2 separate regions of the Columba livia genome follow, and region 2 is linked to region 1. Evidence: chromatin contacts called from public Hi-C data. All regions are on one chromosome and are shown on one strand. Each heading gives the region's core, a stretch centred on a gene start, on an enhancer-like site or on the middle of the called end of the contact. The rest is flanking DNA. Distances are from core to core; before and after follow the strand shown. Region 1 overlaps RNF19A (ring finger protein 19A, RBR E3 ubiquitin protein ligase). Region 2 holds the start of RNF19A (ring finger protein 19A, RBR E3 ubiquitin protein ligase).

Region 1 (4,894 bases), core at 1,097-3,596:
TGAGACTTGTTCACTACAATAAACAAAATATATACATATATGTGTATTTTTAACAGCAGGGAACAAGACTCCTTCCCCACCTGCAACTCAAGACTTGAATTAGTGCAACTGTGCTCACTGCCCAGGAGCTGCAGCTACCAAAGGAGCAAAGGGCAGGCACCGGTGGGACAAAAGCTCAGCACAGGGTATCAAACCCCAACGGCTGGCTCAAAGAGTATTGAATATCACATATCTATAAACATTCCCTGCTTCACAGGGTCTCTGTGGCTGCAACATCTCAGCAGGTGGCACAACCTCCAGCTGCAGCTGTGCCAGGCGCTGCTGTCACTTCCTTGCAGGCCTGTGCTATTTCTCAGTTGCTGCTTGTTAAATGCCACCCTCGTAAATAAACTCTGCTAGTAAGCGAGAGGGATTATAAAGGGATAAAGCGCCCAGCGCACAGAACGGTATGCTCAGAAACATCTTGAGTGCAGAGCCTGTGAGGAAAGGGGAGCTCAGGACACAGAAATACCATCCATGGGTCTGGTACCTAAACCCAACCACTCTAAACGAGGCTGTTGTGAATTTTGATGTCCTTGTTGTTGAGCTGGGAAGCAACAACCATCCTTTAGTTAAGCTGGCTCACCTGGACCCAGTGAAAGAAGATGCATCTTGTCAGCTTGCTGGCCTTGCCCCCCAGAATGATTTCTGGCAGTACCCGGTGCACAGGCAGGGGCAGAGGCCATCGCATCTCAAAGATCCCCAGTTACCAGCCTGGCATGGGTGAGGTGCGACAGGAAGCTTGTCTGTGTGGCTGAGCTTCCAGCTGCTACGAGGAGGCCGGATTCTGTGCCAGGTGCATCCCTGTTCCCTCTGCTCCCTGATCCAAAACTAAGACATCTCAGGAGAGGCCAGTGTAGCCATTTGATTGTGTTGTAGGCATGAGCCCCGAGGCGGGTAGGGGGAAGCTCTTAGCCCGCAGTGCTCCCAGGCACCTTCCCCCTCCCGCAGCACGCTGCCCGTGGCACCAAGGACACAGGCTGGGGGCATCGCGCAGTCCACAGGACGAGGCACAGGCAGTTTCCAGCTTCAGACGCCACTGAGGTACCACCAGCGTGTGGCTGTGCGACAGGGACCAGAAATCCAAACTTTCTTTCCCAGGATATTTTACCTTACTTTCTGCTCAGCACCCCTTCCCCACACCTTCCTGGTATGACTTTGGCTTAAATATAATTGAATACATTTTAACTAGACTATTTCATAGCATATGAGCTGCTTTTGGGTTTGAGGTTTCTTTTTTCAGTAAGGCAACTAAAATCTCTCTCCTAAACACCTAACCCAAGAGAACTTGTATTAGGAAATGATTTTTAAGTTAATTAACTCCAGCATTACTGCCCATGAGGGTGATGGCATCACTAAATAGGCAGCTATTTAAACAAATTGGATTTACATATCAAAACAACTGGAAGAGACATAAGTCAGTAAAAAAATGTTTACATATCAGTAAAAAGTCATCAGTTTATACATGCGGAAGTTTGAGATATTGATCCGAGGAAAGAAGGGATGTACAAGTCCAGATGCTTTACTACAGAAATAAAAAGCATATGCAAACATTAGGAGGAAAGGCTTTCCTGACTGTTTTTAATCTATTTGAAGTTGTAACTATCTCAAGTATTCTCTGATCTAGCAGATGTTAAAAATCATTTCCTCTTGAGATTCACAATCTGGCATAAATTGGTTGAATTGGCCAGGAAACATGAAGAAAATGTCCAAAGAACCACTATGTTGGGAGAGCAGATGTAAACTTGATCTTTCCTGTGGTTTACTTGCTTTATTGAATTCTTACACTGGTAGATCTAGAAACAAGAGAAGTATCTTCTGTCTTACTGTATTAATGGAAGTGTTGTACCTTCTACTTTTTAATAGACTCAAAAAATTCAGTGCTGCATCCAACTTAGTAGAGCTGTTTAGACTGCCTCACATATGAAATATGCCTCTGAATATAAAAAGTTACAAAATGAATCAGCAAAAGTTTTCTGCTAAGAACTTATGCAAAAGTAAATAGAAAAACTTACCTATATTTCAGCATGTTCCTTCTTAATGTGTCATATAAAATAATCGAATATGGTTTTAGAGTGACAGAAGATAACACTGTCCTTTGATAAAGTTTACTTACCATATAAACCGTATTTCCCATTTCCTGCACAGCCAAAATGAGGCCCTGAGAAATTCAGAGTTAGGCTTAAACTCTCAGAAGTTGGTTTTCCACCTCCCTGCTGCGAGCATTAATTGCCCCAAACTGATGTGCTTTAGCCATTTCATAGAGGTACTGGATAAAGCCGAATCACACGTTTTCAAGCTTGAGACATCAGATTCAAAACTAAACTGAAGATAAAAGCCGAAGGGGAGGTTCCCCGTCTGCTGCAGGGCATGGAACAAACAGCTTCTGCCTCGCTGTGACTACTTGAAGGTGTTTGTGTGACGCTGCACAGTTTAGCTCCCTCGGAGGTTTGGAGATTGAGGCCCTGAAGCCTGTTCAGCAGATGATGGGACGGCAGCGCGACCGCCTCACGCTCTGCTCCTTTCTCCAGCCTCTGCATAAGGAGTCGGTTATTGCTTCAGCTCGTGGCTCTAACAGGTACATTTCTACACAGGCCTAAAAATCACATCAGAATTCACAAACTGGTGCAGCAAGATGATGGAACAGCAAGTGCTTCATTTAGTTAATGGTGACCCTCATTCAATCCGCATACTCTTCAGTAACGGTACATTTTTTAAATGTGCTCAGACTGGGGGGGGAAAGAAAAATCAATAGGGAGCAAAGCACAAAAAAACTGTTACCACCAACCTCTCTACAAAATATAAAATCTGCATTCACTTCCAACTGAGAGTGCCTGATGACATGGCAAAAATTGCCTGTATGCCTTGCTACCATTCCTAGGGTACACTAAGATTCACTCATGCTATTTCGTATCCTCGCTTTGAGCATCTGCCATTGGAAACGGTATACAAAAATGCTCTAATTGTAGAGAATTGACCCAGTGTAACAGTTAGCCTCTTGGTATGCACTCTGATAGAAGTATAGCTTACATATGGGTCAGGGATGAGGCAGATCAAGATATATCTCCTGTAATGCATCCCAAATTAGCCTAATGAACAGGCACTTCAGCCAAGCAAAAATCCACCAGTTGTTACCAGAAACTCCAGCCAATCTGCAGAGTTTCACAATGAAATTCTTACAGACTGTGTGAACTGGGAAAAGCATCACTTAGACAGAGAAAGAGCCTAAGGTTAGGTCCACAATCTGACCGTAGCCTGTCCACTTGTACCAAGATGGTGCAGCTTTGTTTAGAGTAATAAGCTTATGCCAGAGCCGCGTCCTCTCAGAGAACCGTTCACTGTGCTGCCTGCCGTAGAGCCAGCTCAGATCGCTGTTCTGTACAACAAAAAGAAATCAGGTTGAAATCTTGTACAAACACGTAACTAACTTCAGATCTCATATTTCAAAGTGCTAAACATTCAACTTCCAAAGCACGCCTAACAAAATGAAAATGTTGAAAGGCAACAAGAGACGACAGCAGTTGGCACCTTACAGACAAGCAGCTCCTTCTGGGAACGTACACGCTTTTACAAGGCCAACCAGCACACTCAATGAAGGACCACTAGAAGTCAGTATGTAGACATTTATTTCAGATATGCAGTTTACACGCATATTATTGAGCAAAACTGAATTGCAAATATACAAATACTGTAACAAGCATTATCAAATAACGTAACTGGCACTAGTGTTATAAGCATATTACCAAAACTTGTGAGGATAAGTCATGGAAGAGGACTGCAGCTCATGGCATTTTCTTTTTATCCCATCAAACTTCCAGTAGCACCATAATGGCAACACATGAAACACAAGACAGAACATTGTTAACTGTTATTCTGATATTCACAATTCTTTTTTTTAATTATTTTTTAGTTTTAGTGAATTACATAGCAAAAAAATGTTAAACAGTGCAGGCGCTTTGGCCAACTTCAGCGTGTGTTCAGCTGTACATCTTCCATATGCAAAAGAAAAAGCCAGCATATTTGGAACCCATCTTTGCACTTGGGCAGTCGTTGCACTGCACTTTGATTCTGGGACCGAAGATATGCATGTCTTGCAAAGAGATGTCATGTCCACTAAAGCCTGAGTGAGTCTTTGGTAGGCAAATACTTCATTATTTTTATACAATTATCTACCACAGTCATTTTATTCACTAGAACTTTCTTTTGTGATCCAAGGTGGCCAAAGAGGACATTCTGGAAAACATTACAGTAAAATCCTCAAGCGACCAGGCACTTCAAACCCAGTCTTTTCCAAAGGCACCAAGAATTGATGGGGCATCGTTTTTCCCCCTAATGAAAGGTGACTGCATCTGCTTTTCTACAATGCTTATAAATGACCGGATTATTTTACAGTTCTTATACTCTATATAGTAGCCTTATCTGCTGCATGGTTGGTTGCATGAATAAATAAGTAACCCCACTGTTCTTCACAGGTGACATCTCCATTCTACCACACATTAAGTACCTATCTCTTCTGTTTCAAAATTAAGTAGAATGCCATAACCTTGCTCAAAGTGTACACACAAATGCTTCTGACACAGGCTACATCCATCTGAAGATATGCAGTCCATTCTACATGCATTCTAAATACAGTGTGTCCAGTTATGAAACAAAATTATCATTATGAATATTCACTGTTGAAATATGTTTGTATAGGTCTCCGCAAAACTTTTGCTTCCCTTAGAGTTCACACAAGAATGGTTTTAAGTCACTAATGCTCAACTAACACCCATTTATCCCAAACCCCATATTTTCCAAGTGAACAGTGCAGGACGTATTATTCATTTCAGCATTTAACATATTAAGAATTTACCAA
Region 2 (4,894 bases), core at 746-3,245, 63 kb after region 1:
TGTAAGCCTTTTACTGAACTCATTTCTAAGAGCTGCATTATTGCCATTATGCAAAAGTGGAACTTTCATTTTCATTTACTGGACCAAACAGGCCTAGTTCACATGCAATAAAAAAGTGCTTTCTTGGCTTTATGAAAGCTTTAAGTACAAATATTTAAACAATGTTTGCACTTAAATAACGGTGAGATTTTGGGAATTGTTAAGTAATGTTACACAGTCATCATTTCTAGGCATGCAAATCAATTACATTAGCTGGGCAAAACAGAATTTATACTTGAGTTTGACCTAGATATTAAACTGAAAACCTTATTTTCCAAGGAACTTAGTAAAAACCATTCCTTCAGATACTGAACTAGGGTTTTTTGGCCACCAAAAAAACTTTGAAGAAAAAATTTGAATTTAAAAAATGATTTTATTATTAGTTTTGCCTATAGAATTAAATCCTGCAAGACTCCTTTCCCAAACTGCCCCTTGCTTTTTAAAAATAATGTTGTCCTTGATGACAATTTGAGATAAAGCACTAATGAGTAGCAATGCCAGTGACAGTATTTTAACAGAAACAAGATTTGTTGTGCTCCTCACAGGGAAATGCTAGCACATTTCCAGTAAGCGACCACAAGGGCATAAAGGCTTTAAACTTTGGTTTCTCTGCTCAGCAATAACTGCATTCCACTACTGTCCCTTTTGCATAACCCCTAACTCTACTGCACTAATACCCTTTTAGCAAAGCCGCGTTTCTTTCAGAGATCACTGGAGGAGGAGAGGAAGAGGTAGAGGGACACCTCCCATTTGCCAACCAGCACCTCTTTAGCTCTCTTAGATGCACACCGGCGTTCAGATTGTTATTCGTTATTCCGTCTTTGCAAGACGCGCCTGCAATAGTTGCAGTGTGTATAGTACACTGCCAGATGGAAAACTCCCAGCTCTGCAGAAGGACCTGTGCAAGGATGCTGGCAATCACCACTGCTGGTTTCCCTCACCGCCCTTCCAACCGAGCTGTAATATCCTCGGTCACCCCAGTACTCTCGCTCCTACGATGCACCGGATCCAGGGTGGGCAACAGAGCACAGAAAGGCAAAAGCGAAACTCTCGATGGGCAGACGCGGGATCCCTTCCCCCCGGACTGCACCGAAGGCCCGGGAGCTGCGTGCGCTGCTTCTCCCGTGCCCCGTAAGTTCAAGCGCAAGAGTTTCCAGGGCCCGGCCGGCGGCCCTATGCCGCTCCTGGGCGGCCAGAGTGAGGCGCCCGCCGAGGGGCCCCCCGCAGCGCCGCGGCCCACCCGGGCGGGTGGAGGGCGGCAGCACCTCCCCGCACAGCCCCACCCGCCGAGGCCAAGCGAAACCCACCCGGCGGCTCCCCCGCCATCCAGCTCCCAGGACGGGGGGCGGCCCGGGCCCCCCTCCTCCGCCACGGTTCGGGGCGGGACGGGCCCCTCGCTCAGCCCGGGGGGAGTCGAGGGGAGACAATGGGCACGATGACTTCACCCTCCAGCAATGTGAGGAGCACCGGCGGACGCCGCCGACTTCCCCCGGGGCCCCGGGAGACCCCTGGGCCGCGGCTCCCCCGGCCGCAGCGGGAACCCACCCGGGCCCTCTCCCACCCGGGCTCGGGCCCCCGCCCAGAGGCGGCTCCGGCTCGAAGGCACCGCTCCGCCCCCCCACCCTTCGCTACGCTCAGGGCGGCGGCTGCCGGACGTGACCCCAGGAGGGAGACGGAGACGCTGCTGCCGCTGCCGCCGCTGCCGGCCCCTTCCGCGTCCCCTGCCCCGCCGCGGGCCCAGCCCCGATACCTGCGAGTCGACGGGGGAAAGCGCCGCCGTTCCGCCCGCCCGGGCCCGGCCCCACGCAGGAAGCGTCTGTGTGTGTGTGTGTGTGTGTGTGTGAGGAACGGAGGGGGCGGCGCTGCCGGGGCGGGGCGGGGCGGGCCGAGCCCGGCGGCGCGGGGCCCAGCCCGGCTCTGCCCGCGGAGGGAGGGAGAGAGGGCGGCGCCCGGGCCGTTGGTTTCCGCGGCGCGCTGAGCTCACGCGCACGGCGGTGCCGCCTCCTCGCCCGCGGCCGTTGGGGCGGGGCGGGGCGGGGCTCGAGCTGCCCTCAGGCACTGCCCCGGCCGCGGGGCGCTGGTGCCCGGGGGCTCTGCCGGGGCGGCCCGGTCCGGCCCCGGGGGAGCTCGGCGCCGGCAGGGCGAGAGCGCTGTCCTCTCCCCGGTGGCGGTCAGCAGGCTGGGCCGGTGTGCGGAGACTCCGCAGCGCTGCCGAGAGCCGCGACAGCAGCACAGAGCAATCATTACCATTCCGTGGACTTCACACCCATTGAAATATAAAAGTGCAGGGCGAGTAATGAACTGTTGAGGCATTTCAGTAGGGTCACGTCGCTGAATGCTGATTCACTCGCCCAAACGGCAAAGCACTGATTGCATGCTGTAAAACACAGGCGCTCTTCCCGCCCCTCTTCTTGCCGTTTGAAAAAGAACCGCAGGCAGAATTTGCCCAGAAGTCGCCAGCCTCTCTTCCGCGGCACGACCCTGCTCCCCGCGGTCCGCTGCAGCCCTGGGGCGCGGGCGCTCGGCAACCGAGACCCCGGGCTGCCCCGGCCGGGCTGTGCCGCGCACCCGGCCCCGCTGCCCCGGCTCTCCGGCCGCGCGTACCGCCGACCTTCATGGGATTCCCTCTGCAGTCCTGCCTGAGCTGCTGCCCGCTCCCACAGCCTGCTCCTGCCCTCTGCTTCTGGGCCAGCTCCGAATCCCTCTGGCATATCTTAAGAATTATTTGTGGACATTAATATTTCATCGGGTTTAAATCGTGTGTATGTGTGGTTTTGTTTGTTTTTCTTTCTCTAGTTAATAATTCATACTGTCCTGGATCATTTCTGAATTCTCTGGAAACTGAGTTTATCCTGTGCTTACAGATGACTAGTGTGCTTCTGTTAAGCTGATATGAAGCCTAAAAGATTACTCTGGAAGAAGTTACTAATTACCCAACCTGTATTTAGCGTGCAAATATTGTAAAATGAGTTAAATGTACCATGCTTTTCCTGCAGGATTTGCAATGTATGGTCTCTTCAAGGCTCGCACATGCATTTACCTTTATTTATGTGCATAGTTCCATTTAAGCCAGTAGGACTACTTCCAGTACATCGAATTAAGAGTGAGTACAAGTCATTCTATGGTGAGATGCTTGATCTGAAATGACAGATTAGGCAATTACAACAAACATGAGGAAATGAGGGTAACAGCAATGAGATTACACTGGAATTTTGATATGTTGTGTACAAACCACAGAAGTTCCTTCTTTCCTTGTAAAAGCCAGTAGCCAGGTGAGTTCCTTAGGCTCCAGAATTGCAAACACATACATGTCGTTTCAGGCATGTAAGTGGTGCCATTTTATTCAGCTGGATAAGATATGTAGAAAAATGTTACATCTAACTGTTTGCAGGGTAAAGTTTTGGCCACTTTCTTATATATGAGATTTGGTACAGAAATATGGAGAACTAAAGTTCATAAAATGAGGGGAGAAAAAGGAAAGGCAAGAGTGGAAATGAATGAGAGAAAGAAAACAAAGACAGGAACAGATGAGCATATAGAATATCATGACAGGATAGGTGAACAAATGTTGACTGGAATAGGAACAGCAAACGATTTTACCAACTCAAATGTGCAAGCACCAATAAAACGAAAAAAACAGCAACCAGAAATGCAGAGCAAGGCAATAATGTATTGCTTTCTAAATGTCCAGAGGGATTCAGCAAATCAGTACAAATATTCTGAAGTCTCTCAGCTAATGCTGGAGAACAAGAGGGGAACAGAGCCCGGGTGTTTTGAGTCTGTGCTGGGAGATCGAGCAGTCGCTGTGGTGGTCAGAGAGTTTCCCCTTGAAGCTGATGAGGGACAAAGCAAACCTCCAGCCAAGCGTGCCCCTGAGAGCTCTGCAGCAGAGAGCCTGGAGCCAGCTAGGGGCCTTTCATCAGAAACACTCAAAATAGTCAATTAATAAAATACAGAAGGGAATCTTTTCTGCACAAGCTGCACACAAAAACTTACAGTGGTTTGTATGATATGTAGGGAAGATACATATGTTTGCTTGCTTGCTTGCTTATTATTATAGAGCAGGATGACAAAGAGGCATTAAGGAAAAGTAGGGGCTGCCCAAAGCCTTTAACAAAGAGGAAGTACCTCACGCACACTGCATTTTGTGAAGCATACAAGATTTCTGAAAACAAACAAGCCTGTCTTTCCAAAACACTTTCTGAAAAATATCTAAGATTTGAAACATTCTGGATATTTCACTCAGCTGCTGGCAGAAAAGTACAAAGTATTATTTTAGAATTAAAAAAAAATACTGCCATCAAAGCAAAGCAGCTGGTATGTTCTATGGAGAAATAAGCACACGCAACATGCCATCAAATGTGGAAGGCCAAAAATTATATTGGCATGAAGAGAGGTGAGCAGACAGGACTGAGAAAGAAAAGTGCTTTTTCTCTCACTGGTAAGGAATGAAGAAACGGTATGACATGGACAACCTTTTCTCAATTTAGTATATTCTTCTCATAATCTAGACTTGCATGGACTACTGGCCTCAGTATAGTTTCAGTATTTATATACGAAACACTGCTATCTCATATGAAAGGGTACTGTAAAATCCAGTGTCTTGGGCCAGAATTTCACGTGTTTGTGGTCTTTTCTTTAAACTTATGTTGGAAGAGTATAAAGTATGACGAGTAAATGTTTCCATCTCTCTGATCCCACATCTGAGTACTTCTTAGAAATGTTTATCTCAATATTCAACCATCATCTTCAACATAAAATCAGCAGAGCCAAACTATTTTTTTCTATAATTTTATATTTTCTTCAGCCTCCGCCATCATCTGGTCTACAGTCCATAATTTTTAGGGGGAAAAGA

Evidence for each region. A called contact is a pair of places that touch in the nucleus more often than the background predicts.
Region 2: a Hi-C map of liver shows a contact between it and region 1, with 5 times the contacts expected there. The contact joins the promoter of RNF19A here to the enhancer-like site in region 1. A contact is called at or near these places in 2 of 2 Hi-C or Micro-C datasets (crop and liver).

Annotation. Positions count from the first base shown.
Region 1 is chr2:140,078,920-140,083,813 of bColLiv1.pat.W.v2, forward strand. It overlaps RNF19A (ring finger protein 19A, RBR E3 ubiquitin protein ligase), which reads right to left. Exons shown (of 11, transcript XM_065054104.1): 11 at 3,649-4,894. Among named protein-coding and RNA genes, the nearest start is that of SPAG1, 43 kb to the left of the region's middle. Within about 2 kb of position 2,347, at least 1 of the 3 cell types and tissues checked has an H3K27ac peak away from gene starts, as active enhancers do.
Region 2 is chr2:140,141,788-140,146,681 of bColLiv1.pat.W.v2, forward strand. RNF19A (ring finger protein 19A, RBR E3 ubiquitin protein ligase) reads right to left here and starts at 1,996. Exons shown (of 11, transcript XM_065054104.1): 1 at 1,790-1,996.